Regions from separate parts of the Bos taurus genome. Here region 2 is linked to region 1. Evidence: chromatin contacts called from public Hi-C data. All regions are on one chromosome and are shown on one strand. Each heading gives the region's core, a stretch centred on a gene start, on an enhancer-like site or on the middle of the called end of the contact. The rest is flanking DNA. Distances are from core to core; before and after follow the strand shown.

Evidence for each region. A called contact is a pair of places that touch in the nucleus more often than the background predicts.
Region 2: a contact with region 1 is called in a Hi-C map of skeletal muscle, with 5 times the contacts expected there. The contact joins the promoter of SCOC here to the promoter of MGAT4D in region 1. A contact is called at or near these places in 2 of 11 Hi-C or Micro-C datasets (liver and skeletal muscle).

The regions. Positions count from the first base shown.
Region 1 is chr17:17,198,109-17,205,293 of ARS-UCD2.0, reverse strand. It overlaps MGAT4D (MGAT4 family member D), which reads right to left and starts at 1,251. Exons shown (of 13, transcript XM_059876254.1): 1 at 1,087-1,251. It overlaps ELMOD2 (ELMO domain containing 2), which reads left to right and starts at 1,377. Exons shown (of 9, transcript NM_001075705.1): 1 at 1,377-1,466; 2 at 2,583-2,734; 3 at 4,014-4,042. The coding sequence starts at 2,593.
Region 2 is chr17:17,332,680-17,340,310 of ARS-UCD2.0, reverse strand. It overlaps SCOC (short coiled-coil protein), which reads left to right and starts at 3,945. Exons shown (of 4, transcript NM_001191427.1): 1 at 3,945-4,125. The coding sequence starts at 3,945. It overlaps LOC107133280 (a long non-coding RNA gene), which reads right to left and starts at 3,872. Exons shown (of 6, transcript XR_003029988.2): 1 at 3,794-3,872.

The sequences.
Region 1 (7,185 bases), core at 2-2,501:
ATCATTATAGTATACGTCCAGATTTCATTGCCAAGTTGGTTGCTTCTATGGGTCAGGGATGAGGACTTACGCACCCTTCACATGTCTACTGTTTTACAATTAGCGCCTTTTTGAAAAATGTGGTTGAGGTGTGGAAGAGTGTGTACCGCTGCTTCAATCTGTGTTAACAATGAGATGGAGGGAGGGAATATTATATATACCTGTCTCTCTCTCTCTCTCTCTCTCTATATATATATATGTATACACACACACACACACATTTTCATAGAATACCCCTGAAAGTATAAAAAACTAATACTGGTTGCTTTTGAGCAAGGGGTTGAGGGGCCAGGAGTTGTGCATGGGTGGGTAAAAGTCATTTTTCAATATAGGTTGTCCTTTGTACTTATATTTTACTCTCCCCCTGGTCTTTCTTCTCCAACCATACTGTCCTTTTGCTAGTCCTCCAACTTACAAAGTATGCTCCTGATTAAAGCCCTTCGCATTTGCTATTCTAGTGTCTAGAATACTCTTCCTCCAGATTCTCTCCCTGTCTTACTTCATTCAGATCACTACTCAAGTGGCACTGTAACACGGAGACTGCCCTGACTATACTGTATGTAAATACACTCCTTCCTTTCCCTAATACCCTTTTACTTTAGTACCACCTGACATACTAAATATTTGCATTTATTTGGTGTATGACTCCCTTTTGGAACACTGCCTGGTGCATAACAGCCAATCAACAGATTACTTGACTTAATGAATACATTGTCTGAGGTTGGGTTTAAAAAAAAATAATCATGTACATAAATTACTTTTTCAAGAAAAAACAAACACCAGTTACGGGATAAATGTCCTATTAATTGACGATTAGATATATATTATGAAAGGACAAGGTCTAAACTTCTTTACTCAGCATACAGGGCTCTCCTTATCTTCCTGCTAGTGGCCATGGGCAAGTCATTCAACATAAATTCCGTTTCCTCATCCATAAAGTGCTAATTACTTCACAGAGTTAAGACTAAATGTAGGTGAAAGTGCTTTTGTAACCTTGGCTCTATGAAAGTCACACAAAGCACATCGCTTCTCCAGTGCGCAACTGACCTGAAGTTGAAGGAGAGCGAAATCTTCAGAGCCCCTCCGACAAAGACCTATCTTTGACGCGGGACACGCCGCGAGGTAGCCGTTGTCAGGGCAACTGTCGGGCGTCTCCAGCCTCCGAGCACGCGCGACGGGGCCCCTCGGCGCGTCATTCTTTCAGAGGTCGCGATTGGTGGATTTCGGGCCAATCGGAGAAGCCGGTGGGACGGGCCGGGGACGAGCAGTGTCCCGGGGAAGGCGTTCCCACCGTCTCGCTCCCCGACTTCCGGGTCGCGGTGCTTGCAGGGAGCGCACGGCTAGTAGCGTCGTTTCCGTTGCCGGCAGTTTGCAGTTGGGGAAACCGAGGCAGCTCCAGCTCCTCCTAGTTCTTCCGCTCCCTTGAGGTGGCTGCTGTTTGTTTTCCTCTCGCCCGGTGCTGCTTGGGTGCGGCTTCGCTGGAGGCGCGCGAGCCCCGTGGCGCCCTGCGGAAAGTCCACTGGGCATCCGGGCCGGCGGGGCTTTGTGCGAGCCGTTCCCTCCCACTCGCGGGAAGGGCGCGAGCTGGATTCGGCCAGACTCCGGGAGGGGGGCTCGGCGGCGCAGCGACACCCCAAGGGCTGGGGAGCTCTGGCGCCTCGAGGCTGGCGTTCCCTCTGCTTGGCAGTTCGGCTTCTTTTGTTCTGATGAGCGCGGACCAGATGGATTCTTTTTAAAGTCACAGTTCAGCCCGTCTCTGATTGCACAGATTCTGCGCTGACTTGAGGGGATTTCGAATTTGACAATCCCTCGGGAGACTATGTATCGGTGGGAATATTTAAGCCAGGACGGAGATGAGCTTTTTCTTTAGTTTTTAAGTAACTCTTCCTGACTTGCATTTCCCCCACCCCGCTCCATGTTAAGAACCGAAGATTTTTTTTCTTAGGGCATAAAGATTAAGTTTTATCGAGGGTGTAGTTTATCACTCTTTTTAGTATTTCTGCCCTTCACCTGTTGAATGGAAAATCAGCAATTAGCCAGGGTGTGATCTACTCCGTGTTCAACTTTGTACTTCAATTTGTAAGCTATATGTAGTGTTTTTGTTTGCTGGGATCACCTGACTGGGACACATGTAACTGGGTTATCCACGGGGTTAAGAAGAGTTGTTCCTTATACAAACAATTCTCATGTATACTGTATTTGATTTAATCGTTGCTTAGCTGGGATTCTTTCGTTCTTGGCCTGTTGATCCCTATTCTCAAAGAATAAGAAATAGTGAACCGAGAGCTTGAATCTAGGTAAATAGTTTGATTTTTACAGTTGTTTAGAAGAGGTAAATAGACCTTTTGACCAGCATCATTTAATTAATATAAATGGCGTATATTACACCTGCCATTGTTTTCTTAGATGCCTAACACTACTATAAAACAGACATGATGGATTAACAATGTAATTTGGGATTCAATGAGTTGGATAAACTAATTTTTCCCTTTAAAAAAATCCAATTTAGGGTCATTAAACCTGTCATATATTTCCTTCTGCAGGGAAAAAAAAATGTTTATTGCTTTGTGGGAGTTCTTCTATGGGCACTTTTTTCGATTTTGGATGAAATGGCTCTTACGACAGATGACTGGAAAATGTGAATTGCAGCGAATTTTTGATACCTATGTAGGTGCACAAAGGACGCACAGGATAGGTAATGTTTTTCAAAAAAGAATGATTAAAAATGAACAAGATTCTGTTTTTCTCAGTACTGATCGTGACAGATGCTCTTGCATATCGTGATCAAATCACTTAATCTGTTTCATGATCTTTGAATCCTTCTCACTCTAAAACTGATTTTATGGAAAAAGAAACAATTATTTAATTCATCAGTAAATTTTAGATTATACTTGCAACCTACTTTCTAGAAAAAAAAAAATCTCTCTACTGCTATCACCCCTTTGAAATTTTCACTTAAGTAAAGGGGATCCATTTTTACATTCAGCATCCTTCAGTCTTAATTTCTCAATGCAGTTCATGAAAGAACAATCTGGTAATCCCTGAGAAAGATCATTAGACTGGAAATCTGCTCTGTCATACTGTGTAGCCAATAGCCACATGTGGCTGTTGAACACTTGAAATGTGATTGGTTTGAATTGAGATGTGCAGAGGTATGAAATACATGCTGGATTTCAAAGACTGTGTGAACAAAGAATGTAAAGGTGTCTCACTAATAATTGTTTATATTCATTGTATGTTGAAGTGATAATATTTTGGATCTTTGGGTTAAAATATATTAATGTTACTTTTATTAGTGTCTGTTACTCTTATATGGCTACTAGAAAATGTTAAGATGTAAATGTTAAATGTGAACATACATGGTTCACATTTGGGCTTGCATTATATTTCTGTTGAACAGTGCTGCTCTTTAACCTTCTAAAATTGATCAGCTTTCCATGCTAAATTGAAAATATTACTTTAAATTAGAACACAGATGAGTGAGAAGTGTGACTGAGGTCATTTCTCCTTGACCAGAGTAAGGCAGACCAGGGATGCACTGCACTTCATGCTCACGGTGTTAAATGGGAAAATCATGACTTAACCAAAACCTCTTTTGTGTTGAACAAGTGCGCTTCAACTAAGAAATCCACCCCTGTTAGATGTGAGCAGTGGGTGTTGGTAGCCAAGACAACAGGCAAAGAATGGCAGACGGTCAGGGAGGGAACCTCAGGGCATCTGGATAACTGAAGTTTAATTACTTCCTAAGATTTTTCACAAATTTCTGACTGACTTAAATTCTTGCTTGATCTTAAGAGTTGCCCTTTTGACTACTCTGAAGAGAGCAAAGTACCTCTTGATAAGAAAAAAAATGTAAAAATTATTGTATCATCTAGAGCTATTAAAATAATTTGTTATTTTCTCAGTATTTATAATATTTGTTTATAGAGTAATTCACAAACAGTAAGTAATAATATTGTTTTGCTTCTTTTCAGAAAATTCCTTGACATACTCCAAGAATAAGGTAGGATCATATCAAGGTAATAATTCTAGAAAATTAACTTGGAGATACTTTTTCTTTAAAAGAATGTCTTAGTTTTAGAGTTAATTATTTTTAGTGTGCTACTAGAAGAGTCTTTGCTGTAAAGAGTATTGTGTGAAGTTTTCCCACTTAAGAAGTAGTATTCTATTTTTTAAAACACTTTTTTCTCTTTGTGTGTGTGAGGAGGGGGGGAGCGTACAATACTTGTCACAAAGAAGTATTTGAATAATTTGTTCTGTTTTGAGGTTTTGCTTGTTTATCTTACCTCAAAACTTGATAACTTGTGGGAAAGCAAAGTGTTTAGGGGGAAAGCCTTCTCATAGATTGTGTCCTTAGGATAGGTTTGGATAGTTATTTGGGTTTTCAATAGAAAACCTTTTGATCCAAAATAAGCCACTTTTTATTACTCATGCTATTGATTAGTCAGCTACTGCTGTATTGCTGTGGTTTAGTCTCTAAGTTGTGTCCAGCTCTTTGTGACCTCATGGACTGTAGCACACCAGGCTCCTCAGTCTTCCACTATCTCCACAGTTTGCTCAAATTCATGTCCATCAAGTCAGTGATGCTATCCAACCATCATCCTCTGCCACCCACTTCTCATTTTGTCTTCACTCTTTCCCAGCATCAGAGTATTTTCCAGTGAGTTGGCTCTTCGCATCAGGTGGCCAAAGTATTTGAACTTCAGCATCAGTCCTTCCAATGAGTATTCAGGGTTGATTTCCTTTAGGATTAACTGCCTTGATCTGCTTGCATTCCAAGGGACTCTTCTAAGAGTCTTCTGTGTAACAGACTTATAAAATCTCAGTGACATATACCAAAGTTAGTTATTTCTTATTCATATATCTGTGGGCCGACTAGACAGGCTCTTCCTCAAGCTGGTGCCAAGTTCAGGTCTGTTCCAGTTATCTCATTCTGGGATCCAGATTGAAAAGAATCCACATTGATTCATAGTAAATCGTTGGAGCTCCAACCACACAAATATATTTTAAGTTTTCTCGTGTCATGTGTCATTAACATGCCTAGAATAAGTTACATGGCCAAGCCCAAGTGAAGGGATGGAGAAATACATTCTGCTCACCATAAAGCCATGTTAGACATGTGGGTATATAATTCAGTTACATGGGAATGAAAAATAGGGGCCGATTATTCAGTCTAACACATGCTATACTTCCCTATAGTAGTTCACAGTTTTTTTCCTCTGTATATAGATTAGTTGGTGTGGCATAGGTAGAGTGTGGGTCATCTAGATTCTTGTTTGAGTAACATCAGATCAGATCAGATCAGATCAGTTGCTCAGTCGTGTCCGACTCTTTGCGACCCCATGAATCGCAGCACGCCAGGCCTCCCTGTCCATCACCAACTCCCGGAGTTCACTGAGACTCACGTCTATAGAGTCAGGGATGCCATCCAGCCATCTCATCCTTTGTCGTCCCCTTCTCCTCCTGCCCCCAATCCCTCCCAGCATCAGAGTCTTTTCCAATGAGTCAACTCTTCACATGAGGTGGCCAAAGTACTGGAGTTTCAGCTTCAACATCATTCCTTCCAAAGAAATCCCAGGGCTGATCTCCTTCAGAATGGACCGGTTGGATCTCCTTGCAGTCCAAGGGACTCTCAAGAGTCTTCTCCAACACCACACAGTTCAAAAGCATCAATTTTTCGGCGCTCAGCCTTCTTCACAGTCCAACTTTCACATCCATACGTGACCACAGGAAGAACCATAGCCTTGACTAGACGGACCTTAGTTGGCAAAATAATGTCTCTGCTTTTGAATATGCCATCTAGGTTGGTCATAACTTTCCTTCCAAGGAGTAAGCGTCTTTTAATTTCATGGCTGCAGTCACCATCTGCAGTGATTTTGGAGCCCAGAAAAATAAAGCCTGACACTGTTTCCACTGTTTCCCCATCTGTTTCCCATGAAGTGGTGGGACTGGATGCCATGATCTTCGTTTTCTGAGTGTTGAGCTTTAAGCCAACTTTTTCACTCTCCACTTTCACTTTCATCAAGAGGCTTTTGAGTTCCTCCTCACTTTCTGCCATAAGGGTGGTGTCATCTGCACACCTGAGGTTATTGATATTTCTCCCAGCAATCTTGATTCCAGTTTGTGTTTCTTCCAGTCCAGCGTTTCTCATGATGTGCTCTGCATAAAAGTTAAATAAACAGGATGACAATATACAGCCTTGACGAACTCCTTTTCCTATTTGGAACCAGTCTGTTGTTCCATGTCCAGTTCTAACTGTTGCTTCCTGACCTGCATACAAATTTCTCAAGAGGCAGATCAGGTGGTCTGGTATTCCCATCTCTTTCAGAATTTTCCACAGTTTATTGTGCTCCACACAGTCAAAGGCTTTGGCATAGTCAATAAAGCAGAAATAGATGTTTTTCTGGAACTCTCTTGCTTTTTCCATGATCCAGCAGATGTTGGCAATTTGTAAGTGGATCACAACAAACTGTGGAAAATTCTGAAAGAGATGGGAATACGAGACCACCTGACCTGCCTCCTAAGAAATCTATATGCAGGTCAAGAAGCAACAGTTAGAACTGGACATGGAACAATAGATTGGTTCCATATCGGGAAAGGAGTATGTCAAGGCTGTATATTGTCACTCTGCTTATTTAACTTATGTGCAGAGTATATCATGCGAAATGCAGGGCTGGAGGAAGCACAAGCTGGAATCAAGATTGCCTGGAGAAATACCAATAACCTCAGATATGCAGATGATATCACCCTTATGGCTGAAAGTGAAGAAGAATTAAACAGCCTCTTGATGAAAGTGAAAGAGGAGAGTGAAAAGTTGGCTTAAAACTCAACATTCAGAAAACTAAGATCATGGCATCTGGTTCTATCACTTCGTGGCAAATAGATGGGGAAACAGTGGAAACAGTGGGAGACTATTTTTTGGGGCTCCAAAATCACTGCAGATGGTGACCACAGCCATGAAATTAAAAGATGCTTGCTCCTTGGAAGAAAAGCTATGATGAACCTAGACAGCATATTAGAAAGCAGAGACATTATTTTGCCAACAAAGGTTCTTCTAGTCAAAGCTATGGTTTTTCCAGTAGTCATGTATGGATGTTAGAGTTGGACTATAAAGAAAGCTGAGCACCGAAGAATTGATGCTTTTGA
Region 2 (7,631 bases), core at 2,696-5,195, 130 kb before region 1:
TCTTTCAGGGATTTGTCCATTTTATCTAAATTATCAAACTTATTGGCATAGGTTGTTATTAATAGTCTCTCATTAGCCTTTTAATGTCTATAGAATCTATAATGATGCCCCCTCTTTTATTCTTGATATCTGTAATTTATAGTGTCTTCTCTTTCTTCCTAGATAAATTTGCCTAGAGCTTTTAATTTTACTGTTCCTTTAAAAGAACCATCTTTTGATTTCATTGGTTTTTTCCTACTGTTTTAAAGTTTTTCAACATGATTAGTTTTTACTCTATATTCTTTCCAACTGCTTGTTTTGAGTTTAATTTGTCCTTCTTTTCCTAATTTTTTCAAGTGAACACTTAGATTCTTATTTTGAGACCTCCCTTGTTTTCTCATATAAGCATTTAATGGTAAGGAAATATCACAAAGCACTGCTTTCATTGCATCTCATAAATTTGACATGTTTACATTTTAATTAAAAATATTTTCTAATTTCTCTTGTGACTTCTCTTGTGACTCACATTTTGTTTAGAAGCATGTAGTTTAATTTCCAATTACTTGGGTTTTTTAAAAATATCTTTTTGTTATTGATTTCTAGTTTAATTTCTTTGGGGGCAGAGAAAATATTTTGTCATGACTTTAATCATTTAAACTTTGTTGAGGTTGTTTTATGGTCCATTTTGGTGAATATTCCATGTGCACTTAAAAAGAAGACATGTGTCCTAGTTATTGGGTGGAATGTTCTAGAAATGTCAAATAGGTTAAATATATTGATAGAATTTTCATTCAGGTCTTCTATATCAATAGATCCCACTCTGTTGAAACCACCTTTGTAAATTCCAAAAGTATTAATGCCAGTATCCCACCTTAAAGACTAAAATTTTAATAAGGGTGGGATGTATCATTTGATAACTCTTGCTCTTTGAAGTCATTAGGAGATTTCCACGTGACTCTAATGTGAAGGTAAGCTTCAGACCTGGATCTGTATCCTTATAGATTTTCTGTACATTTGTTTTACAAATTACAGAGAGTGAAGCCATGAACTTTCCAACTACTGTTGTGGGCTAGTTTCTTATTTCAGTTCTATCCGTTTTTCCTTCAGTACCATTTTGTAGCTGTTAGGATTTGTATCTTTTTAATGAACTGATCCACTGATCCCTTTATCTTGTTTTAATATCAATCTCCCTGGTACTAGTGAAGGTAAACATTAAAAAAAAAAATCTTTCTGACCACTAAGTTTTCCTCTTCTGTGAGTTGCCTGTTTATGTTATTTGAATATATTTTTTATCTTTGTTGAGATTCTTTATATTTTCAGAACTTTATTCTTTCAGTCTGTGGCTTGTTTTTAACTTTATTTAAAATGTCTTCTTGTCTGTGTATAAAACAATCAAAATTTAAAATCTTTCCTAACGAATGGTACTGTTTTGTCTGGTTTAACAAATTCCTCCTTACAGTGATGTCATAAAGATACCTGTTTTTTCCTAAAAGTTCAGAATACATATTTACTTCACACTGCATATTTATTTCATTTGTAATTCAATTTTATTTGTGGTGTGAAATCAGGATCTAACCTCATATTTTTATATGAATAGCCAGTTTAACTAAAACCACCATAATCTGTCTTTTCTATAGGATATTAACAAAGTTATTGTGCCAATTTTACTATGAAGAAGAGGAAACAATAGTTTTTCCCACAACTTCACTAACATTTCTTCCTTACCAAACACCTTTATTGGATACCAACTTCCAGCTACAGGCACTTGCCTTTCTAACTTTCTTTATGTCTGTCCTTGTGTTAATACTGCACTTTAAAAAGTTGCTTTTAAAATAGAATTTCAATATGATCTAGCAAGTCCACTTGTTATATACTCAAGAGAACTGAAAGTAGAGTATCAAAGAGATATTTGCATATATTGCATTCAAAGCAGCATTCATAATAGCTAAAAGTTATAAACAACTCAAGTGTCCACTGAAGGATGAATGGATAAAATGTGGTATACACATACAGTGAACTAATATTCAACCTTAAAGAAGAAATTCTAATACAACATGGATAAACTTTGAGGATGTTATGCTAAGCAAAATAGGTTAGTCACAAAAGACAAATACTGTATGATTCCACTTAAATAAGGTGCCTAAAATAGTCAATTGATAGAGACAGAAAGAGTGATGCTAGGGGCTAGCAGTAGAGGTGAAGTGGGGAGTTGTTGTTTAATGGGCACAGAGTCTCAGTTTTGAAAGATGAACAAAGTTCTGGGAATTGGTTGCACAATGAGAATATACTTAGCACTACTGAACTGTACACTTTAAAACAGTTATTTACATGGTAAATCTTTTATGTATGTTTTACCCTATTTAAAACCAAAAGAAAAAACACCCCCCAAACCTGTTCATCTAGGGGGGTAAAAATCTGCTTTTAATAGTTCTCATAGTCTTCGGTGTTCTGCAGTTTCACCATAATGTATCCAGGTATGGAATTCCTGCTCAAGAATAAGTGTTCTTGAATCTAACTCAACTACTCCATAACCCGGAAAAATTCTTAGTTATTATTCTTTGAATGCTGCCCACACCCATCCTCTCTAGCCTCTCATTTTGACACTATTAGACTTACGTTGAACCTTTCTTATTTCCCATTTACTTAGTTCCTGCACTGAAGTCTAGTAAATTTTCCTCATGGTGTCCATCTTAGTTCCAGTGGAAGGTATAGTTCTCCAACACTGAATGGAAAATTTTTTTAATATATTCCTTAAAGGAAATAAGGCTCAAGGTCAGCAAACTGTGCTAGAAGTAAAAAGTTAAGAAACCAAGTAGATGTAAGGCTCACCTCTACAACTCAGGAGAAAGTGTCAACGCCGAAACAATAACAAATGTTAAAAACAAGCAGGATATGGTTTTTAGTCTATGGGAACTCAAACAGAATTTGTATCCTACTGTTGTGTGAAAATTGTATAAATCATTATGTTTAATTGGTTCATAGTGCTTCTCAGGCCTACTATATCCTTCTATTTTTCTGTCTATTCATTGTTAACTTTTGAGAGTTTGATATTGAAACTCCAACCAAAAATTTTAATTCATCTACTTAAAAAATCATTGCAATATATAGTGGAACTATATATTACTTTGTTCTGTATTTTCCCAGTATCCTGTAAATGTGTTATCATACTTTCATTCATAACTTAAGAAAAATAAAAAATTAAACAATAAACACATTTGAATTGGAAAAACAATAACGACAAAACAGGATGCTGCTTTGTGTCAGGTGCTGGGTATGTGTGATTGGTATCAAGTCGGTAACATTATATCCCAAAGGCTCGCACACAGCATTTCATACTTTGTCTATGACCTTGAGCAGGACATTAGTTTACTCTTAAGCTTCTTTCTGTGGGTTGCTGGGAGGATCAAATATTATAAAGTGAGCAAAAGTGCTCTATACCAAAGTAGTATTAAGGTATTTTCTCAATTCTAAAATATTATTAAGTGGTCGGGCGCACTAATGGATTTTAAATGGGGGAAGATACGAAGATGACTTATCCATTAGAGTTACACTTAAAGAGCTTTCAGATTTGGAAAATTAAAAATATGGCAAAGTCTGCTTTTAGAATTGAAAACCACCGTACTTTCTCTGCTATTATGTCCAGACATGCCCTTGTCTTAAATTTGAAGGATTTCTCTCTCTGGCGCAGAGTTCAGTTTTACCGACCTCATTCCTGACAGCTGTCAGAATTTACCACAGATTTCTTGACCCCATTTTCAGGGACCTGCTGAGACTTGAGAAGCTACCTCTATCGGACAGGCTTTCACACGCTTACCTTAGCTAATGTACTGTCATTGGCTGTTGCTCTTCCCGGACCCGCCTACAACGATCTCAACTCTGATTGGATACCACTGTCCTGTCCTTTTGTTATGGCAAAAGGTGGATCTGAGGCTTTGGGATAGGACGATTGGGGCGTCGGGAAGCTAATGCGCAGGCGTGTTTTCTTGAGTGGTGATTGGCTGGCAACAGGGCAGGCAGGGGCGGGACTCCTGGCTCGGCGCACGCTCTGTGGGCGGAAAGGGTGGGGCTGCCGGTGCCAGTTGGTCCAAGTGTTCAGGCCTGAGGCGTCTTACCGAGCCCTCCCCCTGCCGGCGCCTCAGAAGGCAGGTGAGGGTTGTCGTGGACCTCGAAGGGCCCGGCTTCGGCGGCTGGAATTGCGGCCTCTATACTGCTGAGGGCCTGGAGGGCGGGGTGGGCTGGACGCTGGCCGGCGCATCGGGGACCGGGGAAGAGCGCCTAGGCATTTGATGGGCGGCTGAGGCCTGGCTCCCCGGAGAACTCCTGCGCAACCTCTCTTTCTCATCCTCTCAGTACTGGGCCCAGAGGTTCCTTTGTGGAGGGTCGCCGGCGGTCCTTCGCGCGGGCTTGCTGTCGCCTTGTCCCCGCCGCTCCGGAGTCTAAGGACTCTGTCCAGCCCTGAAATGGGACTGTGGGAGGGAGTGTTCGGGTGGGATGGGACCTGGCTCGCCTGGACCTGCTGAGAACTCGGAGATGGGGGGAAAGGACGCCCAGGCGGGGAGGGAGGCAAGAGAGCGGTAAAACCAGGATTGGCGGCATCTTGTTAGGCTCTGAAAGTAGCTCTCGGTTTAGTTTCTCAATGACCATCTTTCTCAAGGTCTTCATGGACACATCTAGGGGAGTTAGGATTGGAGGAGAAACAAGGGACATCCCTGAAAGACAGGGTTTTGTTGTTTAATGTATCGATTCTGGTACTATGACGTAATAATATTAAGGACAGATGCTGTGTTTCCAACGCTGAATCTGTACCTGAGATAAAGCTATGCTTCTATATTCTGTGCCTGTACTCATTCATTGATTAAAGCCAGCATAGCTAGCCACTCTGGGGATCCCGTTTATGAGCAAATCCTTGTTTGGGCAATCAATCCCTTAATTTTGAAGAATTTAAAATTGGATTTATTTAACCAGAACAAGTCAGAATTTGAAGGTACCTGAAAAAACTTTGATAGTCGATGCAACTTGAAGGGTATGGAACTTACATTTAGGTTTTTAGATAGCAGAAATAGCAAGAAAATTTGACATTAAGGGTTGTAAAATGTTTTGCAAATTTAGATTAAGGCCATGTTAAAGTGCCTTCTGTTGTGTAATACAGGGATTTTATAGTTAGATCTGAGTTCAAATTCTTGATACAGACTTTGGCTGTAAAATCTAAGAAAAATACGTAGCCTTTCTGAGATTGTGTCCACATTTATAAATTGCCATGTCCTGTTGATTTGATGAACTAATAATATGTGTAAAACATTTAGTATATTAAAGCACAGTGACTTTTAGTAGTCTTGCTGCTGCTGCTGCTAAGTTACTTCAGTCGTGTTCGACTTTGTGCGACCCCGTAGACGGCAGCCCACTAGGCTCCCCCGTCCCTGGGATTCTCCAGGCAAGAATACTGGAGTAGGTTGCCATTTCCTTCTCCAATGCATGAAAGTGAAAAGTGAAAGTGAAGTCGCTCAGTCGTGTCTGACTCTTAGCGACCCCATGGACTGCAGCCCACCAGGCTCCTCCGTCCATGGGATTTTCCAGGCAAGAGTACTGGAGTGGGTTGCCACTGCCTTCTCCATTTCGTAGTCTTACTAGTTCATTAATAAATGGATCATAGATGATGACAATCAGTTTTAGATGTAGAAAAGTGAGTGGTTGTGGATATCAGAGAAAAGTCTCAAAAGCTCAGGTCTCAGATGTGAGCATACCAGTGGTGATGTGGGAAAAACTAGACTGGGACGTTGACTATATGTAGCCTTGGCTCTGTGTAACTACTACTATGATCGTGGGTACGCCATTATCATCTTGGCCCTGGCTTATTTGTGAAAATCAGATTTAGATTGTAGATTTTTTTTCTAAAATTCTTTTTGTGACTTGTATTAGAGCTAAAAGGCAGAGACGATACAGTTCAGTTCAGTCGCTCAGTCGCGTCCGACTCTTTGTGACCCCATGGACTGCAGCACGTCAGGCCTCCCTGTCCCATCCCCAGCTCCCAGAGCTTGCTCAAACTCATGTCCATCAAGTCGGTGATGCCATCCAACTGTCTCATCCTCTGTCGTCCCCTTCTCCTCCTGCCTTCAATCTTTCCCAACATCAGGGTCTTTTCAAATGAGTCAGTTCTTCACATCAAGTGGCCAAGTATTGGAGTTTCAGCTTCAGCATCAGTCCTTCCAATGAACATTCAGGACTGATTTCCTTTAGGATGGACTGGTTGGATCTCCTTGCAGTCCAAGGGACTCTCAAGAGTCTTCTTCAACACCACAGTTCAAAAGCATCAATTCTTTGGCGCTCAGCTTTAGCGTCTGCCTGCAATGTGGGAGACCCAGGTTCGACTCCTGGGTTGGGAAGATCCCCTGGAGAAGGAAATGGCAATCCACTCCAGCACTCTTGCCTGGAAAATCCCATGCACGGAGGAGCCTGATAGGCTGCAGTCCACGGGGTCGCAAAGAGTCGGACACGACTGAGTGACTTCACTTTGACTTTTCACTTTGTTTATAGTCCAACTCTCACATCCATACATGACCACTGGAAAAACCATAGCTTTGACTAGACGAACCTTTGTTGGCAATGTCTCTGCTTTTAATAGCTGTCTAGGTTGGTCATAACTTTTCTTCCAAGAAGCAAGCATCCTTTAATTTCATGGCTGCAGTCACCATCTGCAATGATTTTTGGAGCCAAAATAAAGTCTGTCACTGTTTCCCCATCTATTTGCCATGAAGTGATAGAACTGGATGCCATGATCTTAGTTTTCTGAATGTTGAGTTTTAAGCCAACTTTTTCAGTCTCCTCTTTCACTTTCATCAAGAGGCTCTTTAGTTCTTCACTTTCTGTCATAAGAGTGGTGTCATCTGCATATCTGAGGTTATTGATATTTCTCCTGGCAATCTTGATTCCAGCTTGTGCTTCATCCAGCCCAGGGTTTCTCATGATGTATTCTGCATATAAGTTAAATAAGCAGGGTGACAATATACAGCCTTGAGGTACTCCTTTCCCTATTTGGAACCAGTCTGTTGTTCCCTGTCCAGTGCTGTTGCTTCCTGACTTGCATACGGATTTCTCAAGAGGCAGGTCAGGTGGTCTGGTATTCCCATCTCTTTAAGAATTTCCCAGAGTTTGTTGTGGTCCACACAGTTAAAGGCTTTGGCATAGTCAATAAAGCAGATGTAGATGTTTTTCTGGAACTCTCTTGCTTTTTCCATGATCCAGCAGATATTGGCAATTTGATCTCTGGTTCCTCTGCCTTTTCTAAATCCAGCTTGACCATCTGGAAGTTCATGGTTCACATACTGTTGAAGCCTGGCTTGGAGAATTTTGAGCATTACTTTACTAGTGTGTGAGATGAGTGCAATTGTGCAATAGTTTGAATATTCTTTGGCATTGCCTTTCTTTGGGATTGGAATGAAAACTGACCTTTTCCAGTCCTGTGGCCACTGCTGAGTTTCCCAAATTTGCTGACATACTCAGTGCAGCACTTTTGCAGCATCATCTTTTAGGATTTGAAATAGCTCAACTGGAATTCCATCACCTCCACTATCTTTGTTCATAGTGATGCTTCCTAAGGCCTACTTGACTTCACATTCCAGGATGTCTGGCTCTAGGTGATTGATCATACTATCGTG